Linked DNA regions of Mus musculus: region 1 is linked to region 2. The links are chromatin contacts, called in public Hi-C maps. All regions are on one chromosome and are shown on one strand. The core of a region is the stretch at or near the end of the contact, and the rest is flanking DNA. Distances in the headings are between cores, read along the strand shown. Region 1 has its middle 15 kb from the start of Gdnf. Region 2 has its middle 90 kb from the start of Gm41264.

The links. A called contact is a pair of places that touch in the nucleus more often than the background predicts.
Region 1: a contact with region 2 is called in a Hi-C map of Sertoli cells, with 1.8 times the contacts expected there. The contact joins two enhancer-like sites. A contact is called at or near these places in 9 of 39 promoter capture datasets (the 3T3-L1 cell line, 3T3-L1-derived adipocytes, cranial neural crest and 4 more), 2 of 484 Hi-C or Micro-C datasets (Sertoli cells and uterus), 1 of 115 datasets of contacts at active chromatin or transcription factors (embryonic stem cells) and 2 of 9 other capture datasets (embryonic stem cells and pancreatic islet).

What each region holds. Positions count from the first base shown.
Region 1 is chr15:7,797,105-7,803,889 of GRCm38.p6, forward strand. No RefSeq gene overlaps it. Among named protein-coding and RNA genes, the nearest start is that of Gdnf, 15 kb to the right of the region's middle. Within about 2 kb of position 1,872, at least 2 of the 459 cell types and tissues checked have an H3K27ac peak or open chromatin away from gene starts, as enhancers often do. A contact at or near this core is called in Sertoli cells, where this site is marked.
Region 2 is chr15:7,649,268-7,655,656 of GRCm38.p6, forward strand. No RefSeq gene overlaps it. Among named protein-coding and RNA genes, the nearest start is that of Gm41264, 90 kb to the left of the region's middle. Within about 2 kb of position 1,619, at least 6 of the 459 cell types and tissues checked have an H3K27ac peak or open chromatin away from gene starts, as enhancers often do. A contact at or near this core is called in Sertoli cells, where this site is marked.

The DNA of each region.
Region 1 (6,785 bases), core at 622-3,121, 150 kb after region 2:
CTAACTTTTGGTTTGATGTTTGTCTTGGGTTTTTTTGTTGGTGGTGTTTGGCTTTTTGTTGGTGTTTTTGTTGTTGCTGATGTTGGTTGGTTTGGTTTTGGTTTCGGTTTTTTTGTTTTGTTCTGTTTTTTTAAATCCTCTATAATCTATGGACAGGACCACAAGATCCAAACTGCCCAGAGAGGAGCAAGCAAATGCCTTGACTGATAATCAATCAGCTTGATTTGTAGTTTTCCTTTAGTAAGCCTCAGGACACACCTGTTTAAGACAGAGTTTTGATGTAATGGCCCCTCAATCAAAAACAACACTCTAACATCCCATGCGGGCCAGGTGGCCGCAGCTTTTTTCTTCTCTCAGATTTGCCATCCTGTGAATGTCGATTAATTGGCTAAATCTGGTAAAATGCTCACAGAGAACTTCCTGGGAGATTATGGGCTCCTGTATTATGTAAACAAAGATTATACAAACCAAACATAGCCGGCAAAACAAGCAAATCATTCTATTTCTTAACTGACTTCTAGTTTCCATCCATGTAGCATATCCAGTGAGTGAAGCATTTAAATATTCACTGGGCGAGAACATTTTTATCTAAACGTTTAACACAGAACCTGATACTTCTTTGTTTGTTGTTTGTGGAGTTTTGTTTGCTCTGTTTTGTTTGAGCCAACTTCTCCCATAACCCAGGCTGACCTCAAAGTCCCCCTGGAGCTGAATCTAGACTCAAACTCTTGATCCTTCTTGACTCCACCACTCAGAGGCTAGAATTTTAGGCCTGCGCTACCATAGCTGCCTTCCCAATACATGTGTTACATTCATTAAAAATTAGTTGAAGGGAGCTGGAAAGATGGCTGTGTCTGCAAGCACTTGCTGCAGAAGCAGGCAGACCTGAGCTCAGATCTCCAGTGTGTGTGTGTGTGTGTGTGTGTGTGTGTGTGTGTGTGTATTCTTTTTGATTGAGGGGCAGTTACATCAAAACTGCCACAATCTGCCACATGCCTGTAATCCTAGATGCTGGGAGGCAGAAATTGGTAGATCCTGGGGGCTCGTTGGCCAGCCAGTCTGGCTAATAGGTGAGCTCTACATTTAGTGAGCCACCCATCTCAAAAGAACCTTTCTGACAACTGCAGAAATACATTCATACATGCATGTCCCCCTGAGCACACACGTATGCATAAACACACACACACATACACACACACACATTCAAGTTAATTGAAGGCTGGAATGCTACTCAATTGCTTGCCTAGCATACACGAGGCTTTGGGTTTTATCCCCAATGCCACAACAAAAAACAAAAACAAAAACAAAAAAAAAAACACTCTCAGAACAGTAAGAGAAAAAAGAACAAAAGGAAAGAAAATAACAAATTAATCGAACCTGAAAGTTCATGAACCTTGAGGAAGAGTATTTTAAACTACTTATCAATATGTGTATATATAAATGTATACATCTTTAGCACATAAATGCTCAGAGTCTATAATCTTGTAAGATTTAACAGAAAATTTGTTTTATATTATTATGGCTCTGGCTTAAACCATTTCACAGATCCTCTACAGGTCCCTTGAATGATAGCAACTTAATCCCAGAGCATGTCAGCCGTTTTACCAGCTTGTAAGTCTTTTTGTTGTTATAAGGCAGAAGCAACTTACTGGTCACTAAGGAGGTTCTTAAGCTTTTTAAATTAAAATTACACTTGACTCATTACTAGCCACCATCAGACTGAGGTCACAGATCCTCCAAGGTTCATTTCAGTGTGTCTGAACTCCCAGCTCCCTGTTGCCTGGAGAACTTGGTGTTCTTAGCCTATCAGCTGTCTAGCTCTGTGGTGATTACCAGGACCCTGGAGCTGGCCTGCCACCTCATGTGATACCAGTATACAGCAACAGAACCAGCCCAGACAGCTGCATTAATTCCAGCAGTTTTGACCTTGCACAGGCTAAGAAAGAGTTGTTTAATCAGAAGGGGACAACTTCGGGGAGGGGGGGCGAGGGGGGAGGCCCTTGAGACACACAAACAAAGAATCAGGCTGCACCCAACTGTCTCTACCACCCAACAGAAAAGGAATTGTAAAATTGTAAAATGTATAGATATTTTTTAGTGATGGTTTAAAATGCTTTTTGCCTCCTACATAAACACTCATTTTAATGATAGTATATTCTCTGAAAAAAAGATTTTTAGGAAGACAGGAAGCTGGTCATTGTGTTACTGGAGAGATGAAGGTTCGGTGATGATGTGAGAGACTAACTCTTTTATAACTAAAACGGAAAGATGGTGTGTGTTTGTGTGAACTCTCATCAAGTAATTGTCCTACTTAACTAAGAGCTACTCGTGTTTTAATACTACAGGTTACAGGCCAGATATGATCTTTAAACTAGAGTTAGTAAAACGCACAATTGGAGATCTGACCTCTAACCTGCGCCTTGATTCTCTCATGTGCTAGTAACTACTGTCTATGTGATAGGCATTACAGAGGCACAAGAAAAAGATGTGGTCCCTGCCTGCACCAAACATTTTGTTTAATTAACAGAGCCATACATTTTATGCATCCAATCAAGTGACCACACAAGTACAGAACACAGGGCACAAGAAGGATGCCCAGTAAATACCCTACAGGTGCGTCTAGAAAAAGGTCACCTAGAGACAGCATTCACTTACTAAAGGAGTATCATGAGAGTTCAACACTTAGAGGTCTACTCCTGTAATCAGTGTCTAAGCAGTATCAGTTAGCTACTGTCAGAGCAATGCTGAGGAACAGCCACAAAGTCCCAGTGGCATAAGTGTTTATTCCTCATCTACCCTAAGAGGCCAGAGAAGCGTCTCTGCTGATCGTTACAAGACTCACATGTCTGGAGCAATGGGGGACCATCAAATGACTGTCTAAACTGACCTTGGCTGTAAAAGATGGAGCACCACTACTTGGTTTTAAGTGTCTTACAGCTCCCACCGGGCTAGTCTGGGAGTGCTCGCAAGGCAATGACAGAAGTTTTAAAGAGCAAGCAGAAACATGTCAGCCCCGTGGATCTTGCCTCAAATGGGCACACCCTCAGTGCGACTTCATTCCACTGGCCACAACAAGTCCCCGTGCCAGTTCAGATTATGGGATGGAGAAACAAACACCACCAGCTTTAGTTTTAGTACAAGGAACTGTAGTCACAGGACAAGGAACAAACACAGTTGCAAAAAAGGAAAGGAAAGGAAGGAGAGAGAGGGAGAGAGAGAGGGGGAGAGAGAGGCTGCACCACTGTGATTTGCCACTAAACTGTGCCACTAGAGCGGCCTCTGAAGAACCTTCTGTTAGTTTTAATCATGGTCTTTCTTCCACTGGAGTTGATTTCAGACGATTTGGTTTATGCCAGAAATTAAACCAATCCTCAACCTCAAGGTGGTTGTTCCCTATGCATGGGCAGATGCTATCTCACATTTTTATGAGTCCTGGTAACTGCCAACACAGAATCTTATGAAAAGAAATGCCTAAGGGGCGTTTGTTGGATAGCTGAACAACCATGAATACATATCATAAAAGCGTTTTGAGTGACAGCCGCATATTAAGAATCATTTGCCCCCCTCAGGCAACCATTTTGACGTGGATCACCCCAATATATGTGTCCCTGAGGAGTGTGTGTTTGTGTGTGTGTGTGTGTGTGTGTGTGTGTGTGTGTGTGTGTGTAGGTCAAAGGTCAACATTGGCTATCTTCTATTATAATTTCTTCACCAAGCTTCTAAATAACTGAATCATCTCCCCCAGCCCATTCCTGAGTCTATATTTTTAAAAAATAACTGATTGTATTCAAATCCTACTCTGACCGTCCAACATTGCAGAGACTAGTATCCACCTTACTGCTCCAGCATTTGTTTTTACCCCACTTTCTAAAGCCCTCTTCCCATTGTGATGCCATTATTTCTCATGAAGCAAAGTCATCCTGCAAAGGCACTGCGTGCTGACCTCACACTGGGGACATGACAGTCTGAGTGCCACTGGACACGGAGCTGACCTCACACTGGGGACATGACAGTCTGAGTGCCACTGGACACAGAGCTGACCTCACACTGGGGACATGACAGTCTGAGTGCCACTGGACACGGAGCTGACCTCACACTGGGGACATGACAGTCTGAGTGCCACTGGACACGGAGCTGACCTCACACTGGGGGTGTGATGGTCTGAGTGCCACTGGACACGGAGCTGACCTCACACTGGGGGTGTGATGGTCTGAGTGCCACTGGACACGGAGCTGACCTCACACTGGGGGTGTGATGGTCTGAGTGCCACTGGACATGGAGCTGACCTCACACTGGGGGTGTGATGGTCTGAGTGCCACTGGACACGGAGCTGACCTCACACTGGGGACATGACAGTCTGAGTGCCACTGGACACGGAGCTGACCTCACACTGGGGACATGACAGTCTGAGTGCCACTGGACACGGAGCTGACCTCACACTGGGGGTGTGATGGTCTGAGTGCCACTGGACACAGAGCTGACCTCACACTGGGGGTGTGATGGTCTGAGTGCCACTGGACATGGAGCTGACCTCACACTGGGGGTGTGATGGTCTGAGTGCCACTGGACACGGAGCTGACCTCACACTGGGGGTGTGATGGTCTGAGTGCCACTGGACATGGAGCTGACCTCACACTGGGGGTGTGATGGTCTGAGTGCCACTGGACATGGAGCTGACCTCACACTGGGGACATGACAGTCTGAGTGCCACTGGACATGGAGCTGACCTCACACTGGGGGTGTGATGGTCTGAGTGCCACTGGACACGGAGCTGACCTCACACTGGGGGTGTGATGGTCTGAGTGCCACTGGACATGGAGCTGACCTCACACTGGGGACATGACAGTCTGAGTGCCACTGGACATGGAGCTGACCTCACACTGGGGGTGTGATGGTCTGAGTGCCACTGGACACGGAGCTGACCTCACACTGGGGGTGTGATGGTCTGAGTGCCACTGGACATGGAGCTGACCTCACACTGGGGACATGACAGTCTGAGTGCCACTGGACATGGAGCTGACCTCACACTGGGGGTGTGATGGTCTGAGTGCCACTGGACATGGAGCTGACCTCACACTGGGGACATGACAGTCTGAGTGCCACTGGACATGGAGCTGACCTCACACTGGGGGTGTGATGGTCTGAGTGCCACTGGACACGGAGCTGACCTCACACTGGGGGTGTGATGGTCTGAGTGCCACTGGACATGGAGCTGACCTCACACTGGGGACATGACAGTCTGAGTGCCACTGGACATGGAGCTGACCTCACACTGGGGGTGTGATGGTCTGAGTGCCACTGGACACGGAGCTGACCTCACACTGGGGGTGTGATGGTCTGAGTGCCACTGGACATGGAGCTGACCTCACACTGGGGACATGACAGTCTGAGTGCCACTGGACATGGAGCTGACCTCACACTGGGGGTGTGATGGTCTGAGTGCCACTGGACATGGAGCTGACCTCACACTGGGGACATGACAGTCTGAGTGCCACTGGACATGGAGCTGACCTCACACTGGGGGTGTGATGGTCTGAGTGCCACTGGACACGGAGCTGACCTCACACTGGGGGTGTGATGGTCTGAGTGCCACTGGACATGGAGCTGACCTCACACTGGGGACATGACAGTCTGAGTGCCACTGGACATGGAGCTGACCTCACACTGGGGGTGTGATGGTCTGAGTGCCACTGGACACGGAGCTGACCTCACACTGGGGGTGTGATGGTCTGAGTGCCACTGGACATGGAGCTGACCTCACACTGGGGGTGTGATGGTCTGAGTGCCACTGGGCATGGAGATATGAACACTATCACCTTTAGTAAGAGAAAAAGCACACAGGAGAAAACACAATCGCACACACAAAAAGTGTCACATTAAACCACATTATTATAATGACAAGAGAATGACTATAAAAAGGATGAAATGATTGAATCAAAGCTTTATTCCTGGGGAAGAATCTTATAAATCTTATAATCATATATATATCATCTTATATATATCTTATAAATCTTATAAAGAATCTCCAGAAAAATTTGTAGTAGACATTTTGGTCCTTGTCAAAAGAAACTTCCTGAAACCATCGATAACTTTCTCAGTATCAGGGTTAGTGCTGTACCTCACGGAATCGCTCAGAGAAGTTTACAGGATGGATTCTTTGAACAATATCCTGCCGAGGTGCGTTGTGTACTATGAATTCTCTACACTTCTAGAGACTGCCGGCACTGCACATATGGTGTGTCAGTGTGAACGATGCCCTGGTGGACGGATGGAGAGAAGCATGAACTCGTTCAGCCGACTATGCTTCCACCCAGAACACTGCTGCGGGACAGTAATTCACTAAATCGGACCCCGGTGGCTGGGAAGAACAAGAATAGTATGATTTATTCCCGGAGATTACTTTGCAAACTGAAAATCACGTTTATTACCTCCTCTGTTCACACAGTATCCCAGTCAGAGGGAGAGAAGTAGCAACATGGTGAGGCAGGGAGGAGGAGGTGAGGCCAGGATGCTGCCTTTGCTGTAGCGGCCACAGCCGGCTAAGGGCAGAGCTGCCTCTCTGAGTACCTGAGCATCCTGCAGGACTTCTGCCCAGTTGGGATTTGGGGCTTTTGAGTTCAACTTTCAGCTAAATGGGGCTAGCATTCCAGTAAAGTGAGTGAGGTCCCAGGATGTAAAATAAGGAACCCCACTCCCAACGTTGCTGCTCATTCAGCCTCAATCACTCAATCACTCAAGGGAGATCAAAATTCCATTTGTTTCTATAAACCCAGCAATGTTTACAA
Region 2 (6,389 bases), core at 369-2,868:
GGACTTCAATCTTTTCTTTCTTTTTTTTTTTTTTTCTTTTTTTTTTTTTTTTTTTTCATGCCTACAGAAGAAGTTGGCTTTCCCATCAGCTGACTGAAGTCTAGGGTTCGAGTTTGATTCTTGACTGATTTTAGACATGTGACAAACAGTAAATCAGAGGCTGTGTCTAAGGAGTCTCACTGTACCAGTGGCTCTAAGATAACACGGGCCTAGATACAGAGGTGGGAAGGAGCCAAACATGCAGCGATAGCTGTTGGCACCCATACACATCCCCTCAGCACTCAGTAAGTTCAAAAAAGCTGCTTATAGGAAATGCCTGTCAGTAATCTCCCCGTTCCACTCGCTGCCCTCAAAGCGCTCTTCAACTCACAATTCAAAGAGAATTAGCAGATAAATACAGCATCACCCTTAGTCTATGGCCAAATAGCTCTGAAGTATTGTAGAGTTATACCAGAGTTTCCCAGGGGGTTTGAGTTTTAGTTGCTCACACTGGTTGGCTAATATATCACCTGAGTCTATTCAGTCAGTGTTACCAAACTACTGACTTATAAGCAGCAAAAAAAAATGTATTTCTAACACTTCTAGGGTCTCTGGTAAGGTCCATTCCCTCATAGAAAGCCATCTTCTCATTACATTCTCACACAATAGAAAGCATAGGGAGTTCTTGGGGCTCCCTGTTACAAAAACACTACTCTCACTCAGGACAGCTCCCTTTCTTCCTACCAGTCATCTCCCAAAGTCTCCTCTCCTAAAACCAACACATTGAGTCAGAAGTTCTACTTGCAGATGCTGAGGGTGCACACATATTCACTCCGATCATAGCCCACATTCCTTTTGAACTTTTTCCTTTCATCCCCCACCACATTCCATGTGCATGCTCCCACACACTCATGTATTTCAGCATTGTATTTAGACCTTTGTGTCAGTTTTGGTGACAAGGACATTCGAGTCAGTACAAGACCCAACGAATTACTACGGCTAGAACCTGAGAGCTCTGTTAGGACAGAGAGAAGTTTTGACTAGAAAACCAACCAGTGGGTGTCCACTGGAGTCAGTTATTGTTTCTTCCCTTCAGTTCATTATAATCGTGTTCTTTCCTACAGCTCTGTTAAACAGACAAGAACTGCTAGCAGGCCAGGAAGCACAGACAACAGGCTCCTTCCTTGCTACTATGTCTCCTACCGTCTGCACTTCTAATTGGGAATGGTTTTCCTTTAGTGTGCCTGACGGTCCTATTTAATGAAGACTGAGAATGCCAATCAGTCCATGTCTCTCAAGAGCATCTATCTTCCCAGGAATGTAGGACATGACATAAGGGAAACCCATTGTAAACCTTCTTCCAAGAAGGCCTACTGCTAATGGTATCAAAAGGCATATTCAACCACATTCCCCCTTGTCTAACCCAGGGTATGATATTAGATATTAAAAATCCTAGTTAGAAAGATACATAAACTATGAACATTTTTAATGTGCCCACAAACCTTATCTTCCTATTGCAACTAACATGAAAGTGTGAGCTCCAGCCATCCAGTGGGGAGCCTTGCTGAACCCCAGGCCTGAACAGCCTGTGTGTCAAGCTTCCTCCAACCTCTGCAGAATGTTATGCCACTATCGACAGTGGCAGAGCAATTACCCCTGGGAAAATCCACTTGCAAAGTCAGTGCTTTGCAAGTGCTCCAGGACGTATCCCTCCAGTCCTCCTTTGTTCTCTGAGTGTAAGCAGATGTGGAGAATTCTTCTCATTATCTCGGGATACTGTATAATATTATTATGGTGTCAGGCTATTAGAGGCAGCAACAACAGCCTTAATTGAGGCTTAGAGCTGAATTATAAGCATGTAGCCTTACTTCGGGGTGTTTGCAAATGCTTTCTGGAAACAGTTTACAAAGATGTTTTCAATTGTTGAAAACAAGAACTGGCCCTGCCAAGATCAAGTAAGAGTTTCTTAAGATATGGGCACAATAAACATATTTCTTAGGATCTTGATTTTTTTTTCAGCCAGGAGCACAGAAAATCTGTGGGCCAGAAAGCCTCATGCATGCCACTTCCTGGACTATTCGGGGAAAATCTAATGAAACACTACAAAAGTTATACTCAGATCTACCGTGATCTCACGGCTGCAAAATTCCACTCTTTCTTTGAAGTGATTTTACAATGATAATCATTATCTGTCCATGAGCCCGGACTTGGCACCAGCCTCTCCTTAGGGATGGAGATTCAGGCATATACTCTAGTGGTCAGTTCTCAGCAAGGAAGTATCACACAGAGGGCTGTCCATCAATCTTAACTGCGTCACGTGTTCTCTACACCTGAAGTTACTGGTCTTAGACTTCTTCCAGATATCTGGTAGGGACTCAACATGATTCTGGGGCACAGGACAGAAGATGGGAAAGTCACGTCGATCCAGATTGGTTCCAGGCACAAACTATTAAATGGCAGTTTGATTCCCCTTTACTGGGTAGAGTAAAGGAAAACAGAAACAGCACTTTCAGAAGTACATTCTAACTGAACAGAGTCCAGAGTGCATGGCCTCTCACCAGGGAGAGGGTGATGCAGGGCACGTTTTCCAAAGTCTGCCCTTAAACAATCCATCCCACTGGATTTGAGAGTTTTCTTGGTTTTGTTTTTCTTTTTAAAATGAATTTTTTTCTTTTCTTTTTTTTTATCATGTGCACAGAAAGAAATAAGCATAGTACATTTGTTTTGTTGCTTGGTGGTGAGCACAGATAAATGTAGGTGGAAAAAAAAAATCCAGACGAATGGTTATAAATTCTAAGTGATACAAAGCTTAGAATCTAATTCAGGAATTTTGAAATCATATCTTTCAAAGGAATTTATAATGGAGCAAAAAAGGCTAGGGTATTTCTCCCTTGGAGCCTTTTTCACTCTTGAGAATTCTTTTCCATTTTTCCGTAATAAATAAATAAAAATTTGAAAGACTAAATGGCTGAGTTCAAGCAGCCTGTCCAGCATAGATCCGTAGAGTTGGGCAGGGGAAGAGGTGAGGGCTAAACAGAAATCATCTTATATTTATTTGTTCTGTTCTGTTGAGCCCACTGACACTTTGCATATAGTATTATTTAAATAAAAGGCTTCCCTGAGAAATATACACAATTCAAAAATTGCTAGTTCAATTAGATGTGCTACTCAAGTGTATCATATTCACAAATGAGTCTGCTTAGTGAGCTTAGCAGGATGGCAGGAGCATCAAGATTTTGTTGACAAGAGGTGATAGCCAATACTTGGTACAGCCCAGATTCCCCTCTTTTTCATCCACTCTGTTCCTGCTATATTATTATTGTTGCTATTGTTGTTGTTGCTATAAGTCAGGGAGTAAACCTAGGGTATGCGCTAGATAAATGTTATAGCACTGAACTATATACACAGCCCATTTTTATTATTGAGACAAAGTATCACTAGGTAACTCAGGCTAGCCTTAAACCCTTTCATTCGGTCTGTAGCCCAGTAAGGCCTTGAACTTAAGATCCTGTTTTAATTCCTCTGAAAAATGATTTTGATTTCTGAATCTGTTGTTTTGCAATTCTACTAAGGCCAAAGACTGAAATTATAATTACATATTCAAAAGAAGGTCACCATGGCCATGACAGTGCAGTAGTGTGACATAAGATGTATTTGTGGTGGTCTGAATAGGAATGGCCCCCATAGACCCATGTATACTTAGACTCACGAGTGCTTAGTCACCAGGGAATAACACGATTTAGAGGTGTGGCCTTGTTGGAGTAGGTGTGGCTTAGTTGGAGGAAGTGTGTCACTTGTGGTATGTTTTGAGGTCTTAGATGCTCAAGCCAGGGCCAGTGGCTCATTCTCTCTTCCTTCTGCCTGTGGATTCAGATATCCAAATGGAGAACTGTTGGCTCCTTTCTATCACCATGTCTACCTGCCTGCTGCCATGCTTCTTGCCACAATAACAATGGACTAAACCTCTGAACTGTAAGCTAGCCTCACTTTAATGGTCATGGGGTCTCTTCACAACAGTAAAAATCCTAACTAAGATGATAGTCAAATGTAGGCAGGCCATCTTAGCTCTATCACTGTGATATCTTGCAAGCTACTTAACTTCTCTGAACTTTGGGGCTCACATCTGAGGGACAATATTATTCACTTCAAAAACTTGATAGTTGGAGAGAGATGGTTTGTCCATTCATTTACTTTGGTGATGGCCACATGTCACTTTATTAAACAAGATAGTAGGAATTCCTAGTTGCCAGGCACATTTGTAAGTTAAGTTTAAGACCTGAGAGGTCTAAACTCTAGGCAGTTCAATTCTGTAAACTAAAGAGTAAACTAGTATGTGGATGAAGAACATTAGGCACTTAAATGGCATTCATAAATACCAACTTATTGCTGCACTTGAAATGGTATCAGTTAGCTATTGCTATATAACAAAACATTCAAGCAAAATGACGTGGCTTAAAACAACGGTGACTTAACACTTCTCATTAGTCTATAGGTCTATTGGGTAGCTCTAGGGTTGGGTTCTGCTCAGCTCAATTTGACTTGGCTCACTTGTGTGTGCGTGATCAGCTGTCAAACTGGCTAGTGGCTGACTGATTTGGGATAGCCACAAAGGATTTGAATATGTTTTATGTGTCTTTTTCTGTTTCTTAGTGGCTAACCTGATCATGCCACCAAGGAATTGACCAAGAATCAACAGTAGAAAGAGACTGTACCCAAAGTACAAGCTTAACATTGCTTCTGGCATCCAGCTGTCCAAAGAAAGCTATGTGCCTGACTCCAGTTCAAGAGCTGGATCAAAATGCCTCTCTACAGCACAAAGGCTTAATAACCAAGGCTACTGATACTACTTGTCTACCACAGGAACACTTAAAGGAGCGGCAGAAAAAAAAATAATCTCTCAGCAAATACATACCAAAAAGCTGTAAGAATCCATGAAGAATCAATGTGCCTAATACTGCTTTAGGAAGGCTTAATGCAATACAACATAAAATTAAATTGTTAACATTTGATAGGGGTCACATTTCTAAATGATTCCACATGTGTATTTACATTTAACTATTACAGTGTTCTGGGGGCCCTTGAACAGCAGTTCTGGAGTCTGCCCCTGCTCAGCCTGACTCCCCCCAATAGTATTCATTTAGCATCAGCAGGGATCACATTTTTTCATTTTTTACAACATAGATTATGCTCATGAAAATTGACAAATCTGGGGATATTATGAATTACGGCGTGAGAGTTATTTGGTTTTCCTGAGAATCAATCCTAACTGGGCCTGGTTATACAGACCTGTAACCTCAGCCACTGAGGCTGAAGCAGGAGGATCACATATTCCATGTCGGCATGGGCAACTTAAGAACATATGCTCAGACACATGCATATACACACATAAAATAAAGACGTATTTTTAAATGTAAATGAGCTAGGGAGATACCGTATTAGCAGAGGACCAGTCTGCTGAACACATACACAAGACCCATGACTGAAAAAGATAATAATATTGGCCATGACAATGATGGTAACAGATTAAAATTTGATGTGTAGAATCTCCTCTCCCCTCCCCTCCCCTGAAATTAGTAACCTCAATTTGGCACTCTTGGATGAGAAAACAAGATACCATTATTTTAGGGAACCAAGCAAACTGTTGCCGTGGGTATTATTGTAAAAAGATGGAATAGAACCAGATTACATAAATGCCACTTGAGATAAGATTAACCATAAAGGTATCTCTCTAACATACCAAAATAGACTTGATACATGTCACACTGAACAAGATTCTTCTACTAAAATATTTGAATGTGTAGTATAATATGACCACAATCTCTATAGTACAGATCAAATTACAATTTATGCCTTAGATTTTCTCATTTGTAAAATGAGTATTATTCCACAGGGTTGTTATGGGATCCAGTAGTTTAATATTCTGTAATGTGCTTACGATATCACCTGCAACATCCCATTAAATAATGGTTATTTTTACCATAGACATCATCAAAGCAAGACCATTTAGAGCAAAGTCTGATATCTGCTGACACTGTCCCAGTGACCAAGTAAATCCTGTAAAGTCAGCAAAAAAGAAGAGACAGGCAAGAACACCAGAGAGCCATCAAGAGCACGGTTTAATTTAGGGAGGAAACCTTCAGAGGGGAAACCTCTAGTTTGAAACAACAAAGCGGTTGCTGTCAGCATAGAGGCAGAGTGATCATAGGAAGGAGGGAGAGCGAATGAAATCAAACATTTCCTATTGTACTCTAAACTTGGCCACTCTAAGAGTGACCAAGGACACGGAAGTGAATGCCAAGTGGTCCTTTTAGCTGTCCTCCATGGCGGGTCCTTACTGGGATCCAGCAGGAGGAGGGCAGGGATCTAAGAAAACGTCTTCCTTTTATTCTGCAAAATAAATTCCTATAGTC